Linked DNA regions of Danio rerio: region 1 is linked to region 2. A link is a contact called in public HiCAR-type data. All regions are on one chromosome and are shown on one strand. The core of a region is the stretch at or near the end of the contact, and the rest is flanking DNA. Distances in the headings are between cores, read along the strand shown.

Region 1 (7,180 bases), core at 1,212-3,711, 210 kb before region 2:
ATATGTCATATGTACATGCTACATATATTTCAAAATTTATCAAAAATTATTTATGTATGAATATTAAGACATATCGCCTACATTTCTGAGGTATAGGCAACATTTCCAGGTGTTGATGAATAGGCTACTACAGTATATGTTAATACTTTACATTTGAGTACAGGAGTTTTTTTTTTACTTTTAAAGAACAGTAACCTTTTATTTTTAACTTTTAAAAGCACATTTTAATGTAAATATTAACATTTTATTTTTACACATAAGTAGAGTACAGTGTTAATGTTCAAACTATTTATAATGTTTAAAGTGGCTGACAATAATAAATAGTATTAGTAATAGGAATTAATCTGCCTAATTTTTTCAACTGTGCAGTGCTGTTGCTGTTTCATTGTGTGCTACTGTATTTCAATAGTGCCTATTATGGTGGTACTAGGAGAAACAATAATTTTTTGAGGTGGTACTACATAAAAAAAAGTTGGAGAACCACTGCTCTATATAGTTCTAATTTCTACTTGTAGGTTCAAGCATTGGCATATCTTTGTTTAAAAATCTATATTGGGTTTACTCTCATCATATCTACAGATTTACATTTGTAAAAAGCCCTTAGCTATGGTCTTTGGTCACAGAATATTTATTTAGTGTCTGTTCCTAAAGTGCAGACTGAGATAGGGAAAAAGGGTTTTAAATATGCAGCACCTTTTGCAAGGAACAATCTACAAACAAAGTTGCAGTTTAAAGAATTTATTTCAGTAAATGCTTTCAATAAAAAAAAGAGAATAAATGATTTAGAAATTGAAACAGATTGAACAGTGTGATTCATGTTAACTGTCAATTGTTTGTTGTCTGTTAGACCCATGTGACATGTATACTGCCTAATTTTGGCCAGGACACTCTTGTAAAAGAGATTTTTAATCTCAATGTGACTTACCTGGTAAAATAAAGGTTATAATAATAATAATAATAATAATAATAATAATAATCTAGTCTGTCCAGTGATTTTAGGAATAAATATATGATTCATCGCCAATCTTTACTTTTATAACCATTTTTTTATTTTACATCCTTAAAAATAAAAGTACTGTACTACTTTTGCTCAGGGAAAGCTGGATTCATATTTTAATAGTGTATCTGTACTTCCTTTACCAGTGAGGTTTAGTTAACATTTTCTTTTTATTAAATCAGCATTTACAAAGATTATTAAATATCATGTATATCAAATATCAATATCAAATAACAAATGAATTCCTCATAAATAAATAATGCATTAACAACATTTTATTGATGGGACCATACTGTAATGTTTTATCAATATCATTTCATATATTTCACGGAGAACAATTTCATCTTTATATCAGTAACTGATTCTTAGAATTAAACCAACAATTTTATTACATTTTTTTTAATTTGGGGGATATCTCCAAATTAAAATAAAAATCATCTAGAATCGTCTATATATGTCCATGACTTTTACAAACTTGAAAATAACACCAAAACGTACAATTTTGCATTTAAGAAAAAAGAGCCATTGCTCATATGCACCAAATACAGACACGGAAGCTATGATTCATTTGTACTAAACACAAAACATGACAGCCCCCATATCTAAAAATATACCACTTTTGCACAGGAAAGCATAAAGTGTGCAACACCACTCATCATTTACTCAGGGCAGAACTGTCCACCTTCACTTAATGGAAATACATGCATTGACTGATTCTATTCCTGCTAAATATATCATTAACTTTTAAAAAATAATAATAAAAATGGAAAATTAGAAAAATATGACAGTGACAAAGTGTTAAAAATATGACAGTGACAAAGCGTTAAATCTTGAGTTCCTTGAAGTGTTATAAAATGATCCTCTTATTCTGAACACTTTGCCCTGACAGCTGCAATTACAAGTTTTACAAAGTAGCACATGCACAACACATGCAACCCATAAACGGGGTCATATACACGCAGCTCAATGTTAAACAATCACCAACATTCAATACATTATGTTGATGGAGCTGTCACATGATATTGATCTCAAACTGACCTCTACACATAAGACTACAAGCAACTTTTGGATGTGTGTGTGTGCTTTCCTGGCCTTAGTCTGGCCCGTAGACGCTGCCGTGTGCAGTAGTAGAAGGATCATTCACATTGACACAGATGTGTGTAATGACAGCTGACGTGCTCGTCTTACCCGGAGAGTACAGCTTGGCGAGCTGTCGGGCCCCGGCGTGCTGTGGTCCCCAGCGAGGTGCGGTGCTGCGCGCGGCCGCCCCGTGCTCATTCCCGTTCGGATCCTCCTCCGCCATAGACCGATGCCTGATCTCCGTCTCTGACAGTAACGCCGCCGCCATGGTCCCTTATGATGGCCAGTTTTCAGAGAAAATGCATTAATAATGACCCTGTATCGTGCATTTAGTAATTAATACACAGGGGTTCAGGTTTAGCGGTGAATGACACACCTTTCTTGGTAAACCCACTGAGGTTCCTACTTCAGCGAAACACACCCGGAACTAAAATACGCACGAACTGCCTGTCTACCACTCCGCTATAATAAACAAACATACCTCGATAATTATTATTTACCTTGTTTCATCTCATGAGGCAAATGATAGATAATATTGCTCCCGGCGGGGACTCTGAGCAGCTCTTTAAACTGTCCGACAGCCTGAATAAAGTGAATATTCGCAAAACTTTTCCTCTGCCTGCTGCTGTGCTCTGATCTTAGGGACCGTCGTAAAAGACGCGTTTATAGTGTGAGAGGAAAAAGCCATTTTGATCACCGGCTACTCTTATCTAAGAATTATCATAATCAACAAAACGATTTTTGATGTTTAATCAAATGTACATTACAAAATCTGTAGGATTATACTGGCGTCGCCCCTTAATGTCAGCGAATCATGTCTGGGGTTTTACCAACGGTCCCTAACATCTCATGCGAGTCTATCGTAGTGCTCGAGACGCTGATAAGACACAAACGCCTCTAGTGAAATTATACGAGTACACATGACTACTGTGCTACCTGTTGATAAGAAATAGATAAGATAATCATGCTATCTCATGTTCAAGTGTCTGTTTGATTATGTACCGGCGATCACAGGCATGGACAATGATTTATAAATATTTCAAACAAACTCCACAAATAGCTTAAAGCTGTCGCAAACATATTAATTGTATACATCATACACGTTGCTTACATGTTGTTTGGAAACAAATCTGTCAAGCATTATCCTATATAATGCTGTAAAATGGAAATTTAATGTAATTACCCTGAATCTGATGAAAAAAAACTGCTTAAACTGGCCTAGGCTGGTTGGCTGGTTTTAGCTGGTCAACCAGGCTGGTTTTAGAGGGGTTTTGGCCACTTCCGGGCTGGTTTCCAGCCTGGTGTTAGCTGGTCAGGCTGGAAAGTGACCAGCTAAAACCATCTAAAACCAGCTTGACCAGCCTGGTTAAAGCTGGACATAGCTGGTTTTGGCTGATCATCTCCCAGCCTGACCAGCTAAGACCAGGCTGGAAATGGCTGGAAACCAGCCTGGAAGTGGCCAAAACCCCTCTAAAACCAGCCTGGTTGACCAGCTAAAACCAGCCAACCAGCCTTTTTTTTTCAGTAGGGTATAATTATATATTAATTAGTGTACTATAGAAAATCTTTTCTTTTATCGTGTGTTTTGTGATGTTGTAAAGACTGACAATATTCAGGAATGACAGACAGTTTAACTGGTTTGCTAACATAACACATATCTCGAATATTATAATAATTAATACAAAACACAATTTTTACAATTGCTTATAATTGACTATACCTTTTACACACTACATTTACATAACACTGAAACACTATTCATCTGCACCAAATACAGAACATGAATCAATGATTCATACGCATTAAACACACAACAAGAACGCCCCCATGTCTATAAATATGCTACCTCTAAGAAGTATAAACAGTTCCTCCAATGCAAACATAACGTCATCATTTACTCAAGGCAGAACTGTTCACTTTCATCTCATGGAAAATAAACTCACTGAATGGTGACTGATTCTATTTCTGCCAGACATTTCTTTGGCCTCATGTAGAAATCTCCATTTACCCTTAAAATCCACATTGAGGTGATGTTAGTTTTATATTCGCACAATTCTTCAGTGGCAACTTGTGACAAGGTCTCTATATTGTTTAACACTCTACTTTTAATATTCTCTCTGAAATTACATTCAAGTATGACTTTAAGCATTATTAGCACTATTTAATTGACTGTAAACAACCTTGTACTTTGATAGTCATTGGCTGCTAATATTCAATCATTCATTTCCTTCGACTTTTTCCCTTTATTCATCAGGGGTCACCACAGCAGAATGAACCGAAAACTTATTCAGCATACGTTTTACACAGCAGATGCCCTTCCAGCTGCAACCCAGTACTGGGAAACATTCATACACACTCATTCACACACATACATACGGCCAGTTTTAGTTTTATCAAACCCAACATGGGGAGAACATGCAAACTCCACGCAAAAATGAATGCGTTCAAACCAGCGACCTTCTTGCTGTGAGGTAGCAGTGCTAACCACTGCAAAATCCACATGTTTGAGACAACTGTGAGGTCCATGAATATTAAAACAACTGAAGCCCTAGTTAAGGGTGAGATTCAATAAGATCAGATAGTATGGATGGTTCATGAAGTCCAATTTTGGAGTATTTAGGAGTTACTCAGATGGTGTGCTGAACCCCTTTTCCCAAAGCGAACAGGTTCAGAGGCCCTCAGGGGCCCGTAGTGTATCGATGCGTTCCGATGGCTGATTTCTGGGAACAGCACCGACCTTCTGTCCGGCTCAAGTTATGAGACTCAGCGGCCGAACCAGCTGCTTAAACACATGGATGCAATTAAAGCAGAAACTGCACCGCTGAAAGAAGAAAGACCACTTTAAATAGACGTTTCTGTGCTTATTTCCCCAAGTCACAAACATTAAATCATCCGGCCATCAGCACTCAGTTTTTCATTATTTACATCACAACACAAAATTTTGAGGGAAATGTGTAGTCTTTGTTTAGGTTGACACTATCAATCAGATTTTCCTTCTTTCCGTTTTTTTTTTTTTTTTTAACCCACGCGAACGCATGGAGAACATGCAAACTCCACACAGAAATGCCATCTGACCCAGCCTGGGCTCGAACCAGTGACCATCTCGCTGTGAGGTGATAGTGCTACCCACTGCACCACCGTACACGGTGCCATTTTTACATGATTTTTAAATCAAATTGAACTCGTTTGACTTAATGCAGTCACTGTTTGTATTCATGATTAACAGGGCTTGGCATGAACTTTTTGATCACCAGCCACTGTGGCTAGTAGATTTCCAACCTTACTAGCCACTCGCCATTTTCACTAGCCACAATTTTGTTGTTGGGAAATATATTTTATATGTATAAAATGTGACTTTGACATGACTTGATTTAGATTTTCTGTTGTGTCCACACTCATTTAACTTTTTCTGTGTTGTGTATACTCAAAGAAATGATTACTGCTGCTTGTTCAAGCTACATGTTTAAAATGAGCAACAACAACACAATCCTTGTTACTTCATTGGCAAATTTCTTTGTTTCATGTTCAGTCCCCTTAGATTTGTAAACCATTATGTTAATAAAAGCATTTTATGTTGTGACAACAGGTAGAAATCGTGTTGGTTCAGCTACCTGGTAAGAGAAATTGTAGTTCCCAGCATGCTTTGCAATGCATGGAATTAAATTAAGAGAAGGAAATGTTGACAATTAAAGTCATCTGAGATGTTTAAAGCAAATAGAAAGACTTGTTAGTTAGAGACTTTTTATCTTCACTTAAGTTTGAAGATTTAGAAGATGTTCAAGTAGTGCTTTAAATTTTGAGATTATCACCTTGCAGAAGCAGCCATGCTTTGGGTGTTGGCAGGTTTATTAGCAAAAATGCAGTTTGTTGCTCAGCAATAATTGTCCTAAAGCGAGTTCTGAGATCAGTCTCAATCAACTGTATATGCAAGTCATGAAATATGTCTCTTTTAGTTCATTTAGGATAACTTCAAATAAAACTAAGAGACTTCAAAATGTACGACACATGATAGACAAACATATTATCAGAGCTTTGAGATCAATAAAAATACAAATGTTTTTTAACTTTTATTTGCTAAATTCATGTTGGACCAACTCAATTGCATTTATTTGTGTAAACAGTTATTTATTTTTTTTAGCTAAAAAAGTTATAGGATGGAAATCCTGCCCTCAATTAAATTGAGTTCAGCCAATTAGTAATTTTTTTGAGAGTATGAGCTCACATGACTTTTCAGAGCTCAAAATTAAGGATTTACCAAATTTATCTCTGACCACACCATAAATTAATAAATATTTTTTTATAAAAAAACAATTATTATGTTAGCCATAAATTTTAAATAAAGTGTCAAAACAACCAAAACACAGCTGTATACATGCACATTTTAATTCAACAAAACTTTTCTTAAAAAAAAAAAAGAATTATTCTCATGTATCTAAAACAATGCACAGTAATCTGACCGGGCTAAAGGTCCCAGAACACTTGTTAACTTCACATAAAGAGATGCTCATCCCATCACCTGTGCACGCCAGTGATCATCCTCTCATTCGGTATTCACCTGCTTTCTTTTGCTTTAAGACCTTTTTAAAGACACTTTCCATACACTTTAAGACTTTATAACCACATTAGGTTTCAACTGGAAACACTGTCAAGATTTTAAATTTACAGTACGTTTACTTAATATTAATGTAAGAAACGAATCCAAAACTAAAACATTATTCATATACTGAATAAAAATCCATTTAATCTAGCTAATTCAGCAGGTTGGCACTTATAAAACTGCAGAAATAATGGCGTTGCCTTGGTTACTGCAGTAAACAAAGCAGCATGATGTCAAATCTAGCAGGATTTTTTTTGATTGTATAAATTACACAGCATCCAGATATTTACAGATTAAATTCAGGCAAACTTTAGCATACAACCATACATTGCATAATCAAAAATGATATCAAATTTAATACATTGCAAAATAGCATTTAAGACTTTTTAAAATACTTTTTTAGGGACTTAAATTTCTCTACATAGATTTATCAACTTTTAATACTCTTTAAGACCCCGCAGACACCCTGTTTTAGATGTTCCTATAAAATCAGTAAAAATTGCTTC
Region 2 (7,749 bases), core at 4,262-6,761:
GTGCGTGGGCACATGCATGCGTATACACACACACAAACACACAGAGAGAAACATTTCACCTCCAGCTATACCAGTCCTTCACTGGTCTCGGATGGCACCCCGAGCACTCAGCCATGGGAGGCCAGATGACCTGGTGAGAGGTCAGAAGGGCTCTGGGGGGCGCAGTAAGGGTCAATCCAGCACCAGCACTCCTCATTAATGACCTCTGCAGCCCTTCAATCACCACCCTCAAAAAGCTCAGACCAGGGCCTGAAGCCTGTCCAGCAGGGAGGCAGGCCAATAAATATATGCATCAGCCAGGTGTAGAGAGTGGGCTTAATTGCCCCCTTTCCTTATGTTTAATGTACAGCCCAGCGAGACGGGGCAGGGTCGTAGAGCAGCCACCCGGAGATGAGAAAGAGAAGAGAGCAGAGCAGAGCGGTAATGCATCTTTGAATATCAGGAAAAGTCAATTATACACAGACAAACACTTCCAACTGTCTGCGAAGACTACCGTACTAAAGTTTGGAGATTTGTATGATTTTGTAATGTTTTTGAAAGAAATATCTTTAATAAGGATTAATTTATTTAATTAAAAACCCAGAAAATTTTGTAATATGCAGACGTTTTTACCACAAATTAAAACCATCATATTTATTGTAATATTTACTGTGATGTACTTTTACATTTATTTTCTTTATTTATATTTACATTCCATTTATTACATTTATTAATGTGAAAACTCTAGTGTTCAGTCACATCCGTCAAAAATCATTCTATCACTTTTAGTTGAAAGAGTGATAATATTTGTTTGGGTTCTCTGATTAATAGAACTAGTAGATTTAAAAGACATTAAGTTGAAATAGTCTCATATTAATGTACTTACTGCTACTTTTGTAAAAATTTTATGTGCCCTCACTGAACCATTTTTTTTATTATAATTTTTTTTCAAATCACAAACCCCTGAACTGTATAACCACTTTCCACTTCGTAACATGGACAATTTGACAGGGCTAAATTATAAAATGAACCTAACAGAATGAAACGTCAATCAAACTCCTATTCTAGGTCACCAAAATGAACGCTCTAAATGTAAAAGAATACTTTCAAGACGTACTGCGACGTGTTTTTGAAACAAAAGTCTCCGCCGCTCTCGATGGACTAGGTGAAAATGGCTGCCATGTTTAATCTACATGGGTACGAGCAGCTTTGAGAGACTCTTTCTCAGTGCGTTGTTCCAGCACGTTTTAATCTGCCCTCTGCAGCAGCCCAATCCGGGTTCCAGAGCGCAGCATCTTAGAACGGCCGCGCTCCTCCGGGAAGCCCTGACAGGGGAGCCTTGGCTGGCAGGCTTGGTGGGGAAGGAAGAGGGGGGCGCAGGGAATGCCAACCACACAAACAGAATTAATAACAGCGGGCGTCAGAGCGACGCCTTCTCTTTAGAAGTGAAGCGTGGCATGGAGCGGGTCCGCAGCGAGCGCCGGTTCCGGGCCACTGAGCCCAGGACTTCTGATAAAGCGTGTGGCTAAGCCGGTACAATGGCAGAGCCTACGAATGAGCTCTTACATTAAGACAGATTCTTCCCCACAAAACTAGCAGGCAGGCTGCTGATAAGGAGTTGTCATTGGCAGACACACTGCCCACCAGGGAGAAACCCACATCCAAACCCACCCGCCTTTTCCTCCCATCACAGACCAGACGAATTACACCATGATCTCCACACCAATAGGGGTCACTGCTTTGAGATCTAACAAGGTGTAAGTATTTGACTTGAAAAGAAAGTTAAAGAGCAGCTAAAAGTGTTTTGCCTCTTAATATGGTGATACGAGTCACATCAACACCTAAAGAAAGCCATTAAAAAAAGACCTGAGCAGCTGTCAAACTGTGCTCAATTACACTTTTTTTCCTGGTTGTGATGAAATACTTTTAGAGTTGTTTAACTAATTGTTCATGCTGTAAAGTCAATAAAAACAAAAAACGCAAGAGCATAAAAATCAATTTTGTGGTTCATCTCCCATTACCTCAAAAATCACACCCTCTAACAGTCAACACACAGACTCAATAAATAGCTCGCTCTCAATCCTCACTTAAAACGCCTGGAAGCAAAACAGATGCCTTCTCAGTTTCAGGTGATTATATTTATTAATTAAAAAAATACAAGACAGTTTATTTAAATATAGCATTATCTCAGGAAAATGTTTTACAGAAAGAAAAAAAAACTCAGTTACTACAACAGAAAAGTCAATGGAAAAACAACCTAAAAATAAATTGAATCTATTATTCTAAACGAACCATCATTTGAAAATATGCAACAGATGCAACAAAGTGATTGGTTCACAAAAACTGGAAACAGCACACGAATCAAAGCACGAAATGAAAAACACAAATGCGGATCTATAAGAATGCTGGGGGATCTCGTTCCCTGATCTCTTCATCTGCGCAGCCCTATGGTAACTCACTTCAACATTTTACAACAGTCCACTGACCAATGAAACTTCACCGCCGTAGCCAAAAGCCTAGGTGACAATAAAAAGGCCATTTAATGCTAAAACCAGATGGTGTCAGAAAAGAAGGAAAAAATATGATGAAACCTGTACTACTACATTAACACACACCAAAACGATCAACATAATACAGTTTCATTGTCTCCTTCCTAATATTCTTACGAGTAACCTTGCAGCCCATGAAAAAAAAAAAGTGTAAGATAAGCATTTCAAATAATATCGCTGAAATCAAAAAACTGAAAACCTCAGCCGCTTACAGTCGGACAAATGCAGAGCTGAAAATTTTCACATAAGAAACTATGAAATGACCAAAATAATTATAACCATTTTTAATTGCCTCTTTGCCATCAAAAAAAATTAATACTTGCAGTCATGCTGTGCATCTATGTATGAAAAATTCTTCCTTCCCACAGTCCCTTACTTGTTCAAATTCACCACTCAAAATTTACATTCAAAACAGCAAGTAATTACTCAATTCCCAATCGAAATCCTTGGGAAAGGATACATATATCTGCAGGAAGAGCTGAATACATTTCTGAAAGACATAAACATACAAAGCAGGAACAAATTCGTCCACAAAACCAAAAACATCCTGGTGTCAGTGGGCAGAGGGGAGAAATAACGCCATTAGATTTTATTCTCAGTGAGCTTTAGACAAGCATCACTCAATCGTTTCTCCCTTTCATTAAATAAAATGTCCAATTTGAATCGGTCGACTGTAAACAACGGTGAAAAAAATGAAAATAAGTGCCCTCGTCGTCTCTCTTACTGTCGTGTGCATTCATCCCCCTCTTAATGTCCTGCAAATGAAGGGGATTTATTAATGTGTAATTAAGTAATAATCATCGCTACATAATGCATGAAACACTCATGGGGACGGTGGAGATATGAAACAGGAATGCCACAGCCGAGCACTCAGTGCATAGACACACATTAAAAAGGGATTAATTGAGAGAAATAATATTTTGATAAGCGCAGCTCCCTCTCCCCCTCTGACGAACGCTCGCTGTCTTTTTCCTCTCAAAATAATCTCTCTCTCGCTCTTGCGTGCGCGAGTAACACTGGCAATCACAGTTTCTAATGTAATGTGATGTGAGAGCATGACTTCCTTTACTGGAAAAAAAAAATACCCGGACTACCTTGACAATAGGCAATGGATTCTCAAGAAGCCCACCACCACCAGCAGCAACCAATGCGCCTGCATATGTTTACTACATCCCTAACACCTGCAGATTGCAACATATCAAAGCAGAAATTAATGACAAACAAGCTTAACCTCTGGATGAGCGAGCCAATACACAAGACACCGGAACATAAAAAAACATGAGTGATTTTTGTGCATACCACACTCAGACATATTGTTGGTGCCCTTCTAATCTCCAAGCATTCCAATCAAAGCTAAAGGTGCTGGGCTGAGATAGGGACAGAGCGAGCCTTGGTTACATATTTAATTGGCCTCTGATTGATGTGCATCGCTGAGTCAATACAATCACTGTTTACCCCCAAACCTCTGTGCTGCTGCAGGCCAACGCATACTCGATAGGAAACTGCAATAGTATTTGTTGCAACACAACAAGACATTTGCTTTAAATGTGCCTTTTATAAACAAAACAAACAAAAATAAAATTGGTTAATGCTAGCGGGGGGGGGGAGATTATGCATATTACAATAATCACTCTGCGCATGTGAAAAAATAAATATTACATTATTGATTACAGGGTCAACAGCCTGCACTTTTCTGCAAAACAACTCAACAACATTGTTTAGGATTGATCTGCACCCAGCAGGCTCTGTCAGTGTTAAATGTCTATGAGTGTATTTTCACTTCATCCACCATGAATATTATCCACTTACACTCTATGTAAACTTATGACCGTTTTTGTTTCTCCCTTGATGAACCTCTGCAGATTGCGGCCGTTAATTAAAACAAAAAACTGGTTATTATTTGGGGGAGGGGGTACTAATATGGGCCACATGGCCACCCGAAAGCCCATCTGGTTTCTATTGGGGTGACGGTGCCAAGTGATATCTCGACCAGCAGCACAATATCTGCTGATGGACAAGCTGAAATAGCAGCAGGCCTTATTGCTCCTAAATTCACCTGCCTGAAAGTGTTGAGTCTTGTAGGAGGGGCATGAATGAGATGGGACTGTGTGTGACTGATTCTGACATGTCAAAGTCACAACCGGGAATAAATTCAAGACAATAAACAGCAAAGAGGGGGGGAAAACTGCAATCTGAGGTCTGCAGAGAATCAAATTTCACTTACACTACAACAGACTGAGAGGTGTATAAAATGAGTGATGTAGGAATATACCTAATTAAAAGGTTATTCTATTAAAAATAAGGTTAAAATATCAATAAAAATAATATAGTTAATTTTTTTTATTTTAAATAAATAAAGTTTACATTTAAATGTAGTATATCGTATAATATTAATAATGACGTGATTATGATAACTATTAAGTTTAATTATAAAATGTAAATATAATTTATTAGAAATTGGGCTTTTTAAAAACATATTACACCTATTATTAATAACTAACCTATTTACATGTATTTTTTAGGTATAGCTCCTTGCTTCAGCTTATATGAGGTAACTTGTCCTCCCAAACACAAGACCTGCTGGCACCTGGCATCAAAATGAAAGAGCTTAATTTGATAATTATCGAAAAGCATGCCTAAAGTTTCTAAACATGGTGTCACTATTGAAAGCAAACCCGTAAAACGATGAATTTTCACAATCCCCGCCAGTTTTACCCAGGAAATCTCATTGGTCATGTGAGTTGTTCTGTTCCCTCTCGTACAGCAACATAAAACGCTTACCTTTAACGGAGCGCGGTTTGGCCTGCTTGCGTCTAGACATCTCCGTGTTAAGAGCAATATTTTACTTTCTTTAATCGGTATCTTGTCCTCTCCAAGAAATATTGACAGGTCACGCGCTGATACTTGGGAGATTTCTTCACTTTGCCTGTTGCAATGCGGCAACTTCAGTCTCGCTAGTCCAGAAGCGTGCAAAGGAAGAGAGAGTACGGCAATGGAAAGGGATATTCCAATGATTGAACTTCTCCAACCTGTAGATTTAACGAATAACTTGCGGCTTTCCCCGTTCTCGAGGCGCGAACGCTCTTTTGTTCCTCCGTAACGGTAGACGCTGACGGCGGAGCGGGCACGCGCGCTCAGAGTTTCGAGAAGCGGAGCGTGCCCAAATTACACCTGATCAGTAGCGAGAGGTGCCAATACTTGCCGATAATGTGGAGAAGCCACTTCGACGGTGTTTCGGAATTGATTCGCTATGTTTGTCCTCCTTTTTGCAGTTGTCGCAACTGTCTCTTTTCGTTGAGATCCGCCGAACCACCCTCCTTCGCTGTTATTTTTCCGAAGGTGCCACTCTCAATGGCATTTTACGCAGCATTTTACCTGAGGGGATTTTCTTCTTCTTGTTGTTTATCGTCCTAAAAGCCGTAAATATTTCTAGTCGCTAGCCTCTCTCTCCCTTTTTCTTTGTCCTGACTCTGGTCTTCCCTCCGCCTCCCGATCCGACTGCTGGCGGGGCTGCAGCGCAGACACACATAATAAAGCCAGGCTTGGCTGGAAATGTAGCCGTGTCCCAGCAGGAGGATGTGAGAGTAGGGTCCCGGCGGGGGAGCGCTCTGATCCCGCAGGGAGCTCCGCACAGCCTGGGTTGAGCAGACAGAGAGAGCCAACAGCACCAAACCATGGTCAGCCATGGAAACTACAGCTTAACTTGGAGCACGGATCGGGGCCAAAACACGGAGCTTCGAGGAAACTCTGCAGCGTGCAAGAAAAAAGACGGACTGGATTCGCTTTTTGCGCTCCTTGTACCGATGCCATCGTCTCGGGTTCACTCCAGCGTTTAACTGTCGATTGGATACCATGACATTTTGGTTATTTTGAACATTTAACATTCCTACGTCGTCTTTGTAATGCGTTAACCTGCGTTTAAAACGAACAGTTTTAGATTTAAAGGAATAGTTGGGCTCAGCCGAAAACATAAACAATGTCATCATTTACTCAACCTCACGTTCTCCCAAGCCCTTTTTGACTTTCTTTCTTTTGCTCAACACAAAAGGAGATATTAGGCAGTTTGTTAAGCCCTGACAGCCTCCGCCACCATTCACTTTATTACATTTTTTGTGTGTAAGTGAATGAGACTAAAGAAACTCATTCTGATTTAAAACAAGAGGGTGAGTATGATAGATTTCTGAGTGCATATATTGTGTCAGTGTTTGTTTATTTGTGTCAACATTAAATGCATGTTTAATCTGCATCTTTTTTTTATGGAGTCAGTCAGATGTGTTGTTTTAGTTATTTTGGGATACGTTTTAACTAAACTTCATTTAAACCCTTTTTCTAGGATTCCTTTTGGCAGTGTTAGGCCTTTTCGACAGTATTTTCAATCCCCACAGCGTCTGTCTGGCCGTTTGCATGTGCTGCTGAAGTGCAATTGCAGAAAGAAGATCATTTGTGCAAAAATCAACCTAAGAAATGGTCAAAATCACATGCGGTGCGCCGGAGCTGCTCAGCCGTTGTCATGGATAACATGGTGGGCACCCTGTCTCGGTCAGTGGGATGTCCTGCAGATTGAGCCAGGCGCCCTGTGGAGCCACGGAGCGGCCTTTAAAATTGACCCCCCGCAGAGGACCGGGGCCCCTCTTGTCTCGTCTGAGCGCACGCCTGGAGACCGCTTTTAAATGTGCTTCTGGTGTCCCAGAGAGAGAGGCCGCTGGCACGAAGGGGCGAAAGCTCACCGCAGTGGTCCCTTTTTCTTGGATAAATTCAAAGGAGGAAAATAGCCCACATTACAAGCTCCTTAAGGGTCAAGGACAGCCGAGACATGAATGGTTTGAAAGAGTGGCATTGTGAAATCACATAGCACACGATTACACCCTCTGTCATCTTTTTACGGATTTGCATTTTTCTTGCACCACAATGAACAGTTCAGAATAAGACTTACAAGACATGTGGATGAAATTAATTAAGACGCTGGAGAAAAAGAGGTGTGAACGACAAAAGCGGTGGTCCTGTTTGGAATAAACGCCGTTGCTATTTTAGGATGATTTTAATGAGTGGCAAAACATTTTTATTAGTATTATAATCTTTTCTTTTTTTTTTTTGTTTGGATCCCATTTGAAAAATATTGGACATTCAAAGAAGGAACAAAATCCTACGTCGGACGCAAAATAAGTAATGAAGGCATTTGCAACACTTCATTTCACTGCTAACTGAACTCAAATGGTCTCAC

Evidence for each region. HiCAR-type assays count read pairs that join an accessible place to other places.
Region 1: a HiCAR-type map of caudal fin shows a contact between it and region 2, with 4 times the contacts expected there. The contact joins the promoter of si:ch211-212o1.2 here to the promoter of znf423 in region 2. A contact is called at or near these places in 3 of 18 Hi-C or Micro-C datasets (caudal fin, hematopoietic stem cells and an unstated tissue) and 1 of 4 datasets of contacts at active chromatin or transcription factors (caudal fin).

Annotation. Positions count from the first base shown.
Region 1 is chr18:19,381,344-19,388,523 of GRCz12tu, reverse strand. si:ch211-212o1.2 reads right to left here and starts at 2,461. Exons shown (of 6, transcript NM_001080164.1): 1 at 2,186-2,461. The coding sequence starts at 2,345.
Region 2 is chr18:19,169,473-19,177,221 of GRCz12tu, reverse strand. It overlaps znf423 (zinc finger protein 423), which reads right to left and starts at 5,511. Exons shown (of 8, transcript NM_001080030.1): 1 at 5,310-5,511. The coding sequence starts at 5,349. LOC101885646 (a long non-coding RNA gene) reads left to right here and starts at 5,267. Exons shown (of 2, transcript XR_222491.6): 1 at 5,267-6,691; 2 at 6,862-7,749.